Regions from separate parts of the Mus musculus genome. Here region 1 is linked to region 2. A link is a contact called in public HiChIP or PLAC-seq data. All regions are on one chromosome and are shown on one strand. The core of a region is the stretch at or near the end of the contact, and the rest is flanking DNA. Distances in the headings are between cores, read along the strand shown. Region 1 holds the start of Bag2 (BCL2-associated athanogene 2). Region 2 holds the start of Phf3 (PHD finger protein 3).

Evidence for each region. HiChIP or PLAC-seq counts read pairs in DNA pulled down with a chosen protein or histone mark.
Region 1: a contact with region 2 is called in an H3K27ac HiChIP or PLAC-seq map of trophoblast stem cells, with 20 times the contacts expected there. The contact joins the promoter of Bag2 here to the promoter of Phf3 in region 2. A contact is called at or near these places in 8 of 39 promoter capture datasets (the C10 cell line, cranial neural crest, hippocampal neurons and 4 more), 6 of 115 datasets of contacts at active chromatin or transcription factors (embryonic stem cells, epiblast stem cells, pro-B cells and 3 more) and 1 of 9 other capture datasets (adipose tissue).

Annotation. Positions count from the first base shown.
Region 1 is chr1:33,755,474-33,761,374 of GRCm38.p6, reverse strand. It overlaps Bag2 (BCL2-associated athanogene 2), which reads left to right and starts at 3,625. Exons shown (of 3, transcript NM_145392.2): 1 at 3,625-3,796. The coding sequence starts at 3,684.
Region 2 is chr1:30,861,606-30,867,549 of GRCm38.p6, reverse strand. Phf3 (PHD finger protein 3) reads left to right here and starts at 4,294. Exons shown (of 15, transcript NM_001081080.1): 1 at 4,294-4,563. The coding sequence starts at 4,320.

The DNA.
Region 1 (5,901 bases), core at 2,376-4,875, 2.9 Mb before region 2:
TTCAGCTTCATGTGGGCTGTCTAGTTCTTCACTGAGTTGATCTGGGATGGCATATGTAGTTCTTAAGGGTCGGCGCCTCATTGGGAGTAAGAACCTTACCAGCGGAAGAAGCAGCGCCTCATTGCCTTGAAGTGTGTGTTTCATGATATTTGGGCAGAAATGTCATATAAGATACTTGAGACATAATTTGGCAATATTAAATACATTTCTCTAGCTGGGCATGCCTGTGATTCCAGTACTCAGTCTGAGGCAGGAGGACAACGTACCAAATTTCTAAATATCAAGCTTATTGTTTTTGCTAAAACAGAAAGATGTGGCTTGAATTTTCTCTTTCCTCTGCAGCACTGGATAATTTAGTCTGAAATGGAACGTCTGGTCTTTCACGTTCCTTCTTCAGGCTCTCCTGGAGGAGCAAGCGAGCTCCTTGGATGGTCTGTGACATCGCCATCCTCTTGTGCTTTCTGAGTAGCCCTACGTAGATTTTTTAGTAGATGTTATAACTTGAGAGTTTGTTATTCATATTGCAAAATCAACCAGACTGTAGTTTATTTTTCTTCTGTTTTTGTTTTCTTACTTTATTTCATGTATATGGGTACACTGTCGCTGTCTTCACACACACCAGAAGAGGGCATTGGATCCCATTACAGATGGTTGTGAGCCACCATGTCAGTTGCTGGGAATTGAACTCAGGACCTCTGGAAGAACAGTCAGTGCTCCTAACCGCCGAGCCATCTCTCCAGGCCCCTGTTTTTGTTTTTAAGTTGTTGTCACTGTGCATCCCTAGCTGCTTTGACATTTTATGTTAAGGTGTCAAGCAAGGCCATTAAAGGTGCTCCTCAGACCTTAAAGACACTTGCAGGAGTTTGCTAAATAGCAAAATGGGCTTCCCTGAAAGACGTGGAGCTCATCTAAGCACAGTGTGTAGCGACCGTCTCTGAGGGAGCTTCAGGGTTAAGAATGTGGCTCAGCGGCTGCACAGCACGCACATCATTTTGAGCTGAACACCGTGGTTTGGCAAGGGTATTTGAGAGACTACTAAGAAGAGGCCATGTCATCATCACTAACTGCTTTTCTCTCACTAAGTCACGTAAAATGTTAGAAAACTGCTTTGTAATTTAAACAGGAGTCATTAATAGCAAAGTTGTACATTACTATCACAAGTATATTTGTAATATTGATATTTTCATTCCATTATTAATTCATCTTTTCGCAAGTTATTGTGAATCTACCATGTGAGAGCAATTGCTTGAAGTACCTGAGATGTGACCGTGATCTTGAGCGCTCCTGCTCTATTGCTCTACTGCTCTGACATGGAGAGTGGGCTATATGGACAGTATTAGACAATAAGTAAGCAGATAAAACTATTGGCCGGGCAGTGGTGGCACACGCCTTTAATCCCAGCACTCGGGAGGCAGAGGCAGGCAGATTTCTGAGTTCCAGGCCAGTCTGGTCTATAGAGTGAGTTCCAGGACAGCCAGGGCTACACAGAGAAACCCTGTCTCAGAAAACAAACAAAACCAGAAAAACCAAAAACATTCCATATCTGTTGGGTGACGTGCCGACTGAAGAAGGGAGGGTAATGTACAGGGTTGGGACTGAGCTTACTGCAGCTCTGGGGATCATCAAATCTGGGGCAGCATCTTGCTGTGCAGCCTAGGTTAGCCTCCAGCTTGCTGGAATTACAGATAGCCACCACTGGGCTCAACTCAGAAGACATGTTTAACATCCAGGGAAATTTTCACTGGTAAATGAGCTTAAGCAAAGAGTCGAAAGAGCCATGTGAAAAGCTTACAAGATGGCCCCTGACTTTGAGAGATGCTGCCTTGTTTACCCTGATGAGCCACTGGAGGTTTGGGAGAGCTTATGGTACAGCCTACTGTGCTTGAATGCTGTGTTGATGGGAGAGGCTCTTTAAGACACATGTGAGAGAGCACACGGGGCTCTGCAGTCATCCAGGTAAGGACGAGTCGGTGGGATCAAGGAGGATTCTGAAGGTAGAACTGGTACCTATTCATGGATTGTATCTAGGATACAAGAGTGAAAGAGCCCAGGGTGATTCTAGGCTAGGTGACTAAAGATTACCTGTTTTGCTGATTGTGAAGCCAAACTAGGCACCGCCAGGATGCAAAAGACAAAGATTTGCAACCTGCACCAGGCAGGAAGAGTTCCAGAGCCATTACCAAAGCAAAGCTCTCCACAAGCTCAGGTAGCACTGAGGGATTTTTTTTTTTTTTCTTTCAGGAATCCTGTACATATTCATGAAGGAACATGCCTATTCCAAAGCATGCTCAGTTTAAAGTCATAATTTATATAAGGAAAAGAGCATAGGCGTGTCATTAGACAGGAGCATATCCGTAGTAACTTAGACTGGAGATGCCTCTGTGCGTGTTCAACGTGTGGAGACATTTAAACAAACATATGAAGATCCCTGCCATTTTAGTTACTTTCCTACTGCTGTGATAAAACACCTCCACCAAGACAACTTGTAAAAGAAAGCATTTAATTGGACTTAGATACAGAGGGTCTGAGTCTATGATGGCTGCAGAGACATGTCCTGAGCACTCAGATCTCAAACCCAAGCAGAGGCAGAGAGACACTGGGAATAGCTTGGTCTTCTGAAACCTGCCCACGGGGAGTGATACACTTCCTTCAGCAAGGCCACACCCAGGCCTCCCCAGTGTTCAAGTGCTAGAGAGCACAGATGGCATCTCATTCAAACCACCACATCTGCCTGGCCTCGTTGCCAACCTAACAGAGCTATGTCTGCGGCCACTTTTATTTTTCCTTTGACACTTGCTGAAGCTACCCAGCCTAGCCTTGAATCCACCCTGGCCCACGTTACACAACTTGTCAGCCTCCAGAGGAGCATTAGACCTGAGACCTGCCCAAGTTCAGACTTTCAAGATGTCCACAAAATGTTCAGATTTCACGGTTGTATCGTGAGATGACAGTGTTTAATGAAGCCAAGATAATCCACCGTTTATTAGTATTAAGATGTGTTCGGGGTGTGGTGGGGACAGGATTAGAAACTGTACTTAAGGGGCTTGTCTCTGTTCAGTAATCTAATGGCTTTGAGTTCTGGGTAAAGGATGTAAATGTACTTTGTTTCCCATTTTCTGTACCCTGTACACTGAGAGGACAAAACACAACTTTAAGATGCGGCTTCGTATTTCAGACCTACTGACCTCTGCAGCTTCTGACATCTAAGCCTACTGAATATCATTCGCAGAGGGTTTAAACAAGTTATGTGTGATAGTAATAATCCTTTCATTGGAAAGGGGAGACAACACGGATCCACTTGGCTTCTCCTTATTTGGAGCCTGTGGTCTAGGCTTTCCCTGTCCTCTCCCGAGCCTGCCTGGTCACCGGACAGGTCGAACAAGTAGAGACTGCCCTAGGGTGCACTGGATTGTCTCCTCTTCTCACGGGCTGCACCCACTTCGTCCTTGCTGTGAACCGTGGGTGCTGGGAGGACCGGCCGAGGCCCTGGGCGCCGGGGCAGGGTCCCCCACCCTGGCGTGCCCGCGGCTGCGACCGCGCCTGCCCTTGTTTGGCCGCACGGCCTCGGGGGTGGAGAGCCGGGGAGGTGGGGGCGGTGCCGTCCGCGTCAGCGGCGCCCGTGGTGACGGCGACGTGCGGCTCGCGCCACTGCTGCCCGCGGACGCCGAGGACCCCCGGAGCTCATGGCCCAGGCGAAGATCAGCGCCAAGGCCCACGAGGGCCGCTTCTGCCGCTCGTCTTCCATGGCCGACCGCTCCAGCCGCCTGCTGGAGAGTCTGGACCAGCTGGAGCTCAGGTGAGGGCCGCGGGGCGCGCACAGGGGCGAGCGCGGGCGGGGGCGCGCTCCGGTTGGGCTCCCCTCCCCCGGCCCGGCAGACTGGCGAGCGAGTGCGGCTTGCAGAACTTCCAGAATCTTCTGCGCGGTCCCCCTCTGCCTTTAACTTTTCTGCTTCCAGGAGGGAGGCAGCAGGTTGGTGTGCCCCCCCCCCCCTCACCCCACACTGGAGTAAGTTTCTTTGCCCCAGATCACTTCATAGTAATACAAGTGTAAGGGAGGGGGGGGTGGTAGTATCCAGGACGGCCCCTCCTGGGGATCATCGAGAATCGGACTCATGAGAGACCGCGCGAGGTACACCGAAGTTGGATACCATCCTTCATTCTCTCAACCACGTGCAATGCCCTCTGCAGTCTGTCCGTGTTTGTTGTACATTTAGAAGACACGGCTGACACCTTGGAAGTGCCAATCGCAGGCCCGAAAACACCAAAGGCAGGAGTCACACTCTCCCTAAGATTCTGACACGGGGACAGCCTTGTCGTAAAATTTCTAACTCATGAATACTACTAACGAATGCTGTGAACACTTGGTTGGCTTTAACCACGTGAGCCTTATGTATCTGGTGGAAATGTTAATGTCTTCAAAGTTGTGCAAGTTTTGATCATGTGCAGGTGTTCCATGAAAATCTTATCAAGATGCCCTGACACACACGTTGTTCCCTAGTTTTCTCCGGGTTCTGCGTAAGCAGAACACTATGACCCAAAATTATAAGAGGGAGATGAATCTCCCTCCACGCAGCCACCAAACACAGGGAAGTGTGTCTGCACAGGAAAAAAAAAATGCAAGCAGTGTTCGTTACACGGGAGGCGCTCATTACTGTTACTATTAGGAGAAAAGAGCCAGAAGGTGAGAAAACTTTCACTGACTGTGGAGTAGCCACAAAAGAAACCTGAACCCTATATCCCCCAACTCCGGGAGACAAAGGGACCTGCGCTGTGAAAGGGGGCGAGAATGTTTCCTTGTGCGAGGTAGGCTCTAACCTTTGACAGTATATTCCCAACTGCTCCGATTTTTTTTCTTGAAAGGGTTCAGGAAGTTGTGACTCTTCAAGCTGAGTCATTGTTCTGAACCTTTACTTAATCAAGCCTGTGTGCCGAGTCCTTGCTCTTCTCCTGGGGGCCTCTTGAAAGTCTGGAGTTTGCATAGACATTCTAGTGTCTGATTACTATCAAAGGAATCCTGACTACCAAACATAAGCGATTAAATTACGTTACTTATTAACAGTTGCGCTGAAGGGGTTTTATTTCTGTGTTTAATGGTTCAAGGCCTTTACCAGTAACTGCAGAGTTCTGTAAGTCTTGTTTCTCCCTTAAAAATGTAATGAGCACTTAGAAGTAAGTGTGTCAGAAGGGGCAAAGAAATAGAAAGAGATGCTGCCTGGTAAGGCTTAGGGGCCCTTTTTAGAAGCCATCTGGACAGTGCCACAGAGCATGACAGTATTCAAAATTAGACTTTTTAAAAATGGGGACGATGCTCCTGTGACTTCCCCCTAGCTTTCTTAGTGTACACGTCTGAGGACAACAGTGGACGGGGTACTACCGGAAATCACTGGATTGTCGCCAGTGCGCATCTTCCATTCAGGTGAATGGGTTCTGTGAACAGCAAAAGCCTGCTCCCTTGTAAGACTGAAACCACACCCAAGGCTTTCTGTCCTGCAGGATGCACTGATCTTCCGGGCATTGAAAATGCTTTTAAATGTTTAGCCCAGTTTTACAAGCTGGTAAAGGGTGCCATTGGTTTTTAATGGCTTATAATATTACAATTAAAAACATTTTTACATTAAAATATCCTTACATTAAAAAAAATTTTTTTTTTACTACATCTCCTTTCCTGTGGTGCTTTCTCTAAAAAGATAATCCTGTCCTTTCCTGATTTTCATGACCAGTTCTATGGGGACTCTGCACATGCTGAGGCTAAATACTGTACTTTTCAGTGGTTGTAAATAATCCACGTTAGCATTAGTCTGTAGGCTAGGCCGCGTGTCTCTGTGGGAGTTACCGTTATCTGTATTGTACAGATGAGAACTTGAAGCTCAGATATATACAGTGTGTCTCAGTCCAGAGCAG
Region 2 (5,944 bases), core at 3,045-5,544:
TTTCCAGACAGTCTCACTGAGTTGCCTGGGTTGGCCTTGAACACAAATGTATTCTGTAGCTCAGGTAGGGTTTGACTTTGAAATTATGTAGCGCTTGCCTGCCTGCCAAAGCCAATAGGCCCAGCTAAAAGTAAGACATTTAAAATGAAATCTTAAAGTCAGTTTTTTAAGGTAATTATTTTGATACTTTGTAATTTTTTTACCTATTCTCTTCATACCTGAAGCAGAGAAAAAAATAACATTTTGATTTTACTTAATGTAATTTAATTTAACTGCAGTCTAATCCTCAGAGCATTTTAAAATTGGAAGTATCGCTGGGCGTAGAGTAAATTTTACTTACTACGTTAGTACTCACGATTTTAATTGTGTTATGAGTCTGAGTGGTTCAGTAGAATGGAACTCAGCTATTGGTAATGAGCAGCATTTTTCTTCTCTTGATCTCCCCTCTGAGCTTTCAGAATTCAGGTCAGATATTGTCTACTTACTACCTGAGTGTTCACCTGTGATCCTGTGTTTTGTTTTTTTTTTTTTTTGTTGTTGTTTTTTTTTTAGATTTTTTTTTATTATATGTAAGTACACTGTAGCTGTCTTCAGACACACCAGAGAAGGGCATCAGATCTCATTACGGATGGTCGTGAGCCACCATGTGGTTGCTGGGATTTGAACTCAGGACCTTCAGAAGATCAGTTAGAGTTCTTAATCGCTGAGCCATTTCTCCAGTCCCTCACCTGGGATCCTATTAGCAGCCCTCCAATATTGACAGTCTGCTGATATTTATATTTTATTACATTTGTCTGTAATCTGGCTTGGACTGTGAGTGCAGACATTGCTTGGTTTTCCTTTGTAGTCAGTAATAAATTTGTGTGTGAGTGAGTGAATAAATGAAGGAATGGTTTGAATTATGATTATCCAATTCTGTGACAACTATGTGTATTTTATTGTTTGTAAATAATGGTTGGGACTCTGAACCCAGAAATCACTTCAGATTTTAGCATGTATAATCTCGACTTACTGATGATTTAACAGTATGCATTCCATGAGCCATTTTAAAAAGACGATAAATTGTGTGTTTTGCTTAAATTACCAATGAAAGGAAGTATTTAAGTAAAACCTTGGTGTAAGAGACAGAAATTTGTTTGTATCAAGCAGCTATATAATTACTAAAGATTCTGAAAATACCTTTTTTTTTTTTAATAAAACCTGCCTTTCTTTTACATTACTTGCTATTCCAATGTTCTCTTTTGTTTGCAAGCTGTCTTAATTTGGAGTACTTTTAGATTTATAGGCAAGCTGCAAAGCAGGCTGAGAGTCCTACATACCCTGTATATAGCTTTAATGCATGCATGCCACTGCTTTCAGATGTAGTATTAGTGCCTCTCCGAGCAAACAGCAGCCTCTTAGCTGAAGCACACTTTACTCAGATTTTACCGGCCTTTCCAGAACTGTACTTTTTCTCTTCTGCTGTCAGTCCACATTGCACATAGATTAATGCATCTATTTTAAGTTAGTTAATATTTGGTAGTTAACATTGGTTTTCTAATTAGCAGGAATTATTTTTTAATGTGCATTTTGAATTTTGTGTTAGTCTTGGGCTGCACGTGGAGAGCACCATCTCCTTGGAGATGCTGGACAAGGTGCTGGGAACTCGTGCGAGAGCAGTGCGTGCTTTAGCCAAGCCCTAAAGGCTCTTCCTGCGCTTCAGCCCGAGCATGAGTTATAGTTGGTACTGCTACTTAAGAGCTTTTACACTTGGGATGAATGTTCTTTTCAACATAGCTTGAGTGTTGCTTTGCTGTCCACTGTTTTGCTATTTTTTTCTTTATTGTGTGCAAATCTAATAAGACCCACTTAGTTAGTTAGCCTCGTTAGTTTATATCAATTTCCCTTAAAATATATTCCATAGAGTACTAGTATAGTTCTATGGAAATTGTGGTTTTTGGACCCATAAATATGGGCATCTTTTTGTTTTCTGCCTGAAAAGATTCTCATCTGACTGGTCTGCCAAGGTGTCTCATGGAGTGGTAGCTGCATAGTAAACAGTTGATGAAAAAAGAAAAAATATTGTTAAAGAAACGCAACCTTATTTATTATACACAGTCTTTCTTAGTGTTGGATCATAGGATCTTGACAGTGTTTCCGAAGTCTAGTGAAGAACCGTACTGGAAAATTAAGGAGTTTAGTGTGCTTAATCCTTCTGTTCCTCTGTATCTCTCTCTCTCTCTCTCTCTCTCAAATCGCTCACTTTTGACATGGGAAATATGTTGTTAAAACAGGGTCTTATTGACCCAGGCTGCCTTCAGGATCTTTTTTTTTGGGGGGGGGGGGGTGTTTCCAGACAGGATTTCTCTGTGTAGCCCTGGTTGTCCTGGAGCTCACTTTGTAGACCAGGCTGGCCTTGAACTCAGAAATCCGCCTGCCTCTGCCTCCCGAGTCCTAGGATTAAAGGCGTGAGCCACCACACCCGGCCAGGATCTTTATGTAGCCAAGGCTAGCCCTGAATTCGTGGTCTTCTTCCATTTGAAGAATGATAGGCTATTTCTAAACTATTACAATAATTAAGATTTAGGACATTTCTGTCATTCCTTTAACTTTGCATTTATTCTTCAGTCTTTCGTCCTTATCTTCAGCCCCAGTCACTAATTGGCTGAGAAATTGTTTTTCAACAGCCTTCAGTGAGTCAAGTCTTTGTAGCGCCTAAGCTCAGTATAAAGTGTGAGTAGGTATTTAGGTATGGACTATGGAACTGGATGACTTTGAGGAAGGCCTTTCAATTATTTAACTACATTTTCCTTGTTAAACGAGTATATTATCGAATTCTTTTTATCATTGAGGATTAAGTTATACACATGCAGATGAAATGCTTACCAAAGTATTGCATATAATATGTATTCAGTAGCTTTCTATGGGAACTCCACAGCACCTCCCTTTTTTAGACAGTAATTTAGCTCGTGGGCCAGGCTGGCCTCAGGTGCCTGACCCTGCCGACTCCCGGGCTTACAGGTGTGCAGCATCTCACCCAGCTTTTCCTCTCATTTTTTTTTTTCCATTTTTTATTAGGTATTTAGCTCATTTACATTTCCAATGCTATACCAAAAGTCCCCCTTACCCACCCACCCCCACTCCCCTACCCACCCACTCCCCCCCTTTGGCCCTGGCGTTCCCCTGTACCGGGGCACACAAAGTCTGCGTGTCCAATGGGCCTCTCTTTCCAGTGATGGCCGACTAGGCCATCTTTTGATACATATGCAGCTAGAGTCAAGAGCTCAGGGGTACTGGTTAGTTCATAATGTTGTTCCACCTATAGGGTTGAAGATCCCTTTAGCTCCTTGGGTACTTTCTCTATTCCTCTCATTTTTAAGCAGGGAGATTTTAAGCCAGGTTAAGAAAGTTTTGGTAGATTTAGAGTTATTGTAAAAAGCTTTGAAAATGTAGAGCACAAGATATTGTAGGTGATCAGTGTGATTTTCTAACTGGTTTAATTTTATCTAAAATCATTCATAAAAATGATTGTTTTTGATAATTGAGGCTCCTTGAAATATCCTTGGAATAACTTTGACTGAATGCTTGTGTGTTGGTAAAATTGTGTGTTGGTAGACTAATTGGACATGTGTGTAAGTCCCACATAACTCACTAAAATAAATTTCAGTATATGATGTGATTGTTTTCTTGTCATTTATCTTGTTTTCTCCTACAAGAAGACCCATGGAGAAAGTGTGTGCACAGCTTTGTGCATGTGTATATAAACTTGTGCTTTCTTGGGTTTAGTTAATATTTCTTTAATTCCACGGGGGGGGGGGGGGGAATTGTCTCTCTGTGTTATTTGTGAATAATTTTAATGCTTTGTAAATAAAACAAGGCTACTCTATGGTTTTTAATAGTTGTGGACCATAATTTAAGTAATTGAATTTTAGCTATTTTATGTGGACTCACTGTAAAAGCATTGTTTTATTCTTTATGAAAATGTTATGGTTAAAACACAGTCTTATGGTTGAAACAATTCTTTCAGATATGTCAAAACAATGAACTATATAATTCTAAAAATAAAAAATTTAGTAAGACATTTAGTAGGATTTCTGGTAAGATATTATCCTATATGCATGGTAAAGAAAGGTCATTCAGTAAAAATTTGATCCATGTTTCCAAATGTATGTTCTAAAAAACAGTGAGGGTTTTTTTGAACAACAAATTCAGAAGTGTGTTCTTAGATTCAAAATTATTAAGATAATTTGGTATTAGGTGATTATTTTCAATTGATAGCTTTATTTCTTATGGTATTTTTTTTGTCTTTCTATAGGGTTGAAAGACACACAGAAGTCTTCATGGATATAGTTGATACATTTAATCATTTAATTCCTACTGAACACTTAGATGATGCCCTATTTCTAGGATCCAACCTGGAGAATGAAGTCTGTGAGGATTTTAGTACAAGTCAAAATGTCTTAGAGGACTCGCTGAAGAACATGCTCAGCGATAAGGATCCTATGCTAGGATCTGCAAGTAACCAGTTCTGTTTGCCTGTTTTGGATAGCAATGATCCCAATTTCCAGATGCCTTGTTCAACAGGTAATTCTTACTTTTTTTTTTTTTTTAAGTCTGCAATTTAAAATAAAGACTTTTCAGCAGCATCTTTTTTCCTTTTCTTTTTTAAGAATGAGTGTAGTGCATTTAGGGTTCTTTCCTTTAAATTTAGAGTCTCTTTTCTAGGCATCAGTTTAGAGAATTTCAACTACATTTTCTTCTAAACAGTGTACAGAGTTATTGTCAAGGATGTTATAGATGTAGGTAGAGTGACCAGGTAACTTGGCACATCAGAGTGGGATATTTGTGAGGAGGAAAGGGGTTGCTATTAATAATTATGTCTTTAGAACATGTGAAAATTGGGACTCATGCTGGAAAAAGAGGTTGTCTGGCAAATGGGACAGTGCCATACAGGGCCTGCTAGAGTGAGGAATGAAAGCTGAGGTGACACGTCTTCAGCTTTCATCGTTTTCTTGGTTCTAATCACAGAGACTTTGATACTTTGTATGTCTATTGCAAAGCCAGACCCAAAACTATGTTGTTCTGTACAGTAACTACTAGCCATGTGTAATATTACCGTGAATTAATTTAGTTTCAGTTGAGATGTGCTGTAAAGTGCACATTAAATTTTGGATATTTGATATGAAAGATTGCAAAGTATCTTATTAACTTCTTCATTATGTGGTAAATGATTTTAAATAATTAAAATAATTTAGAATAATTTTAAAGCTATTTGGTTAAATGAATGATGAAAACTAATTTGCCTATTTTATACAAAATTCTTTGTATGAGGCTGTCTGGGTCTCAGGCGTTGCCTCAGGCTAGCCTCCACTTCCTGGGCTCATACAACCCTTCTGCCTGAGTAGATTACTGTGTGCCTGGCTTACCTTTTCTACTGGGATTTACCTATTTGTTTACTTGCTTGAGATTGAACCCAAGGCCTTGCACATGCCAGGCAAATAACCCATCAGGTCTGAGCCTAGCCTGTAGTTTATGTAAGTGACTTCTCAGACATTGAAACACTCATGTGCTTTGAACAGTTAGAAGGCAGTGCTCTAGTCTGTAGTTGAAGCAGCTGAAAGAGTAAGGAGTAACTTTCTGTCAGGCTCAAGTATTTTTAATGAAGTGTCTTTAGAATTGGGTATAATGGTGAATGGCCATAATCCCAGCACTTGGGAAGCTGAGGCAGGAGGATTTTAAGATCATGGCCAGCCTGAGTTCCATATTAAGACCCTATCTCAAAGTCAAGAGAACCCCTGACTCCTTCCCAGAGTAGTTCACAGGTTTATGTGGTACTGGTTTGTGCTAATGACTTTAGACTACTCCTGAAATATGTTTTCAGTGTCTTTGCTATTTGTTTTTAATATTTTTGTCCAGTATTTTAAATTTATATAGTAACTGAATTTTTCGAATGTCTGGATTGCCA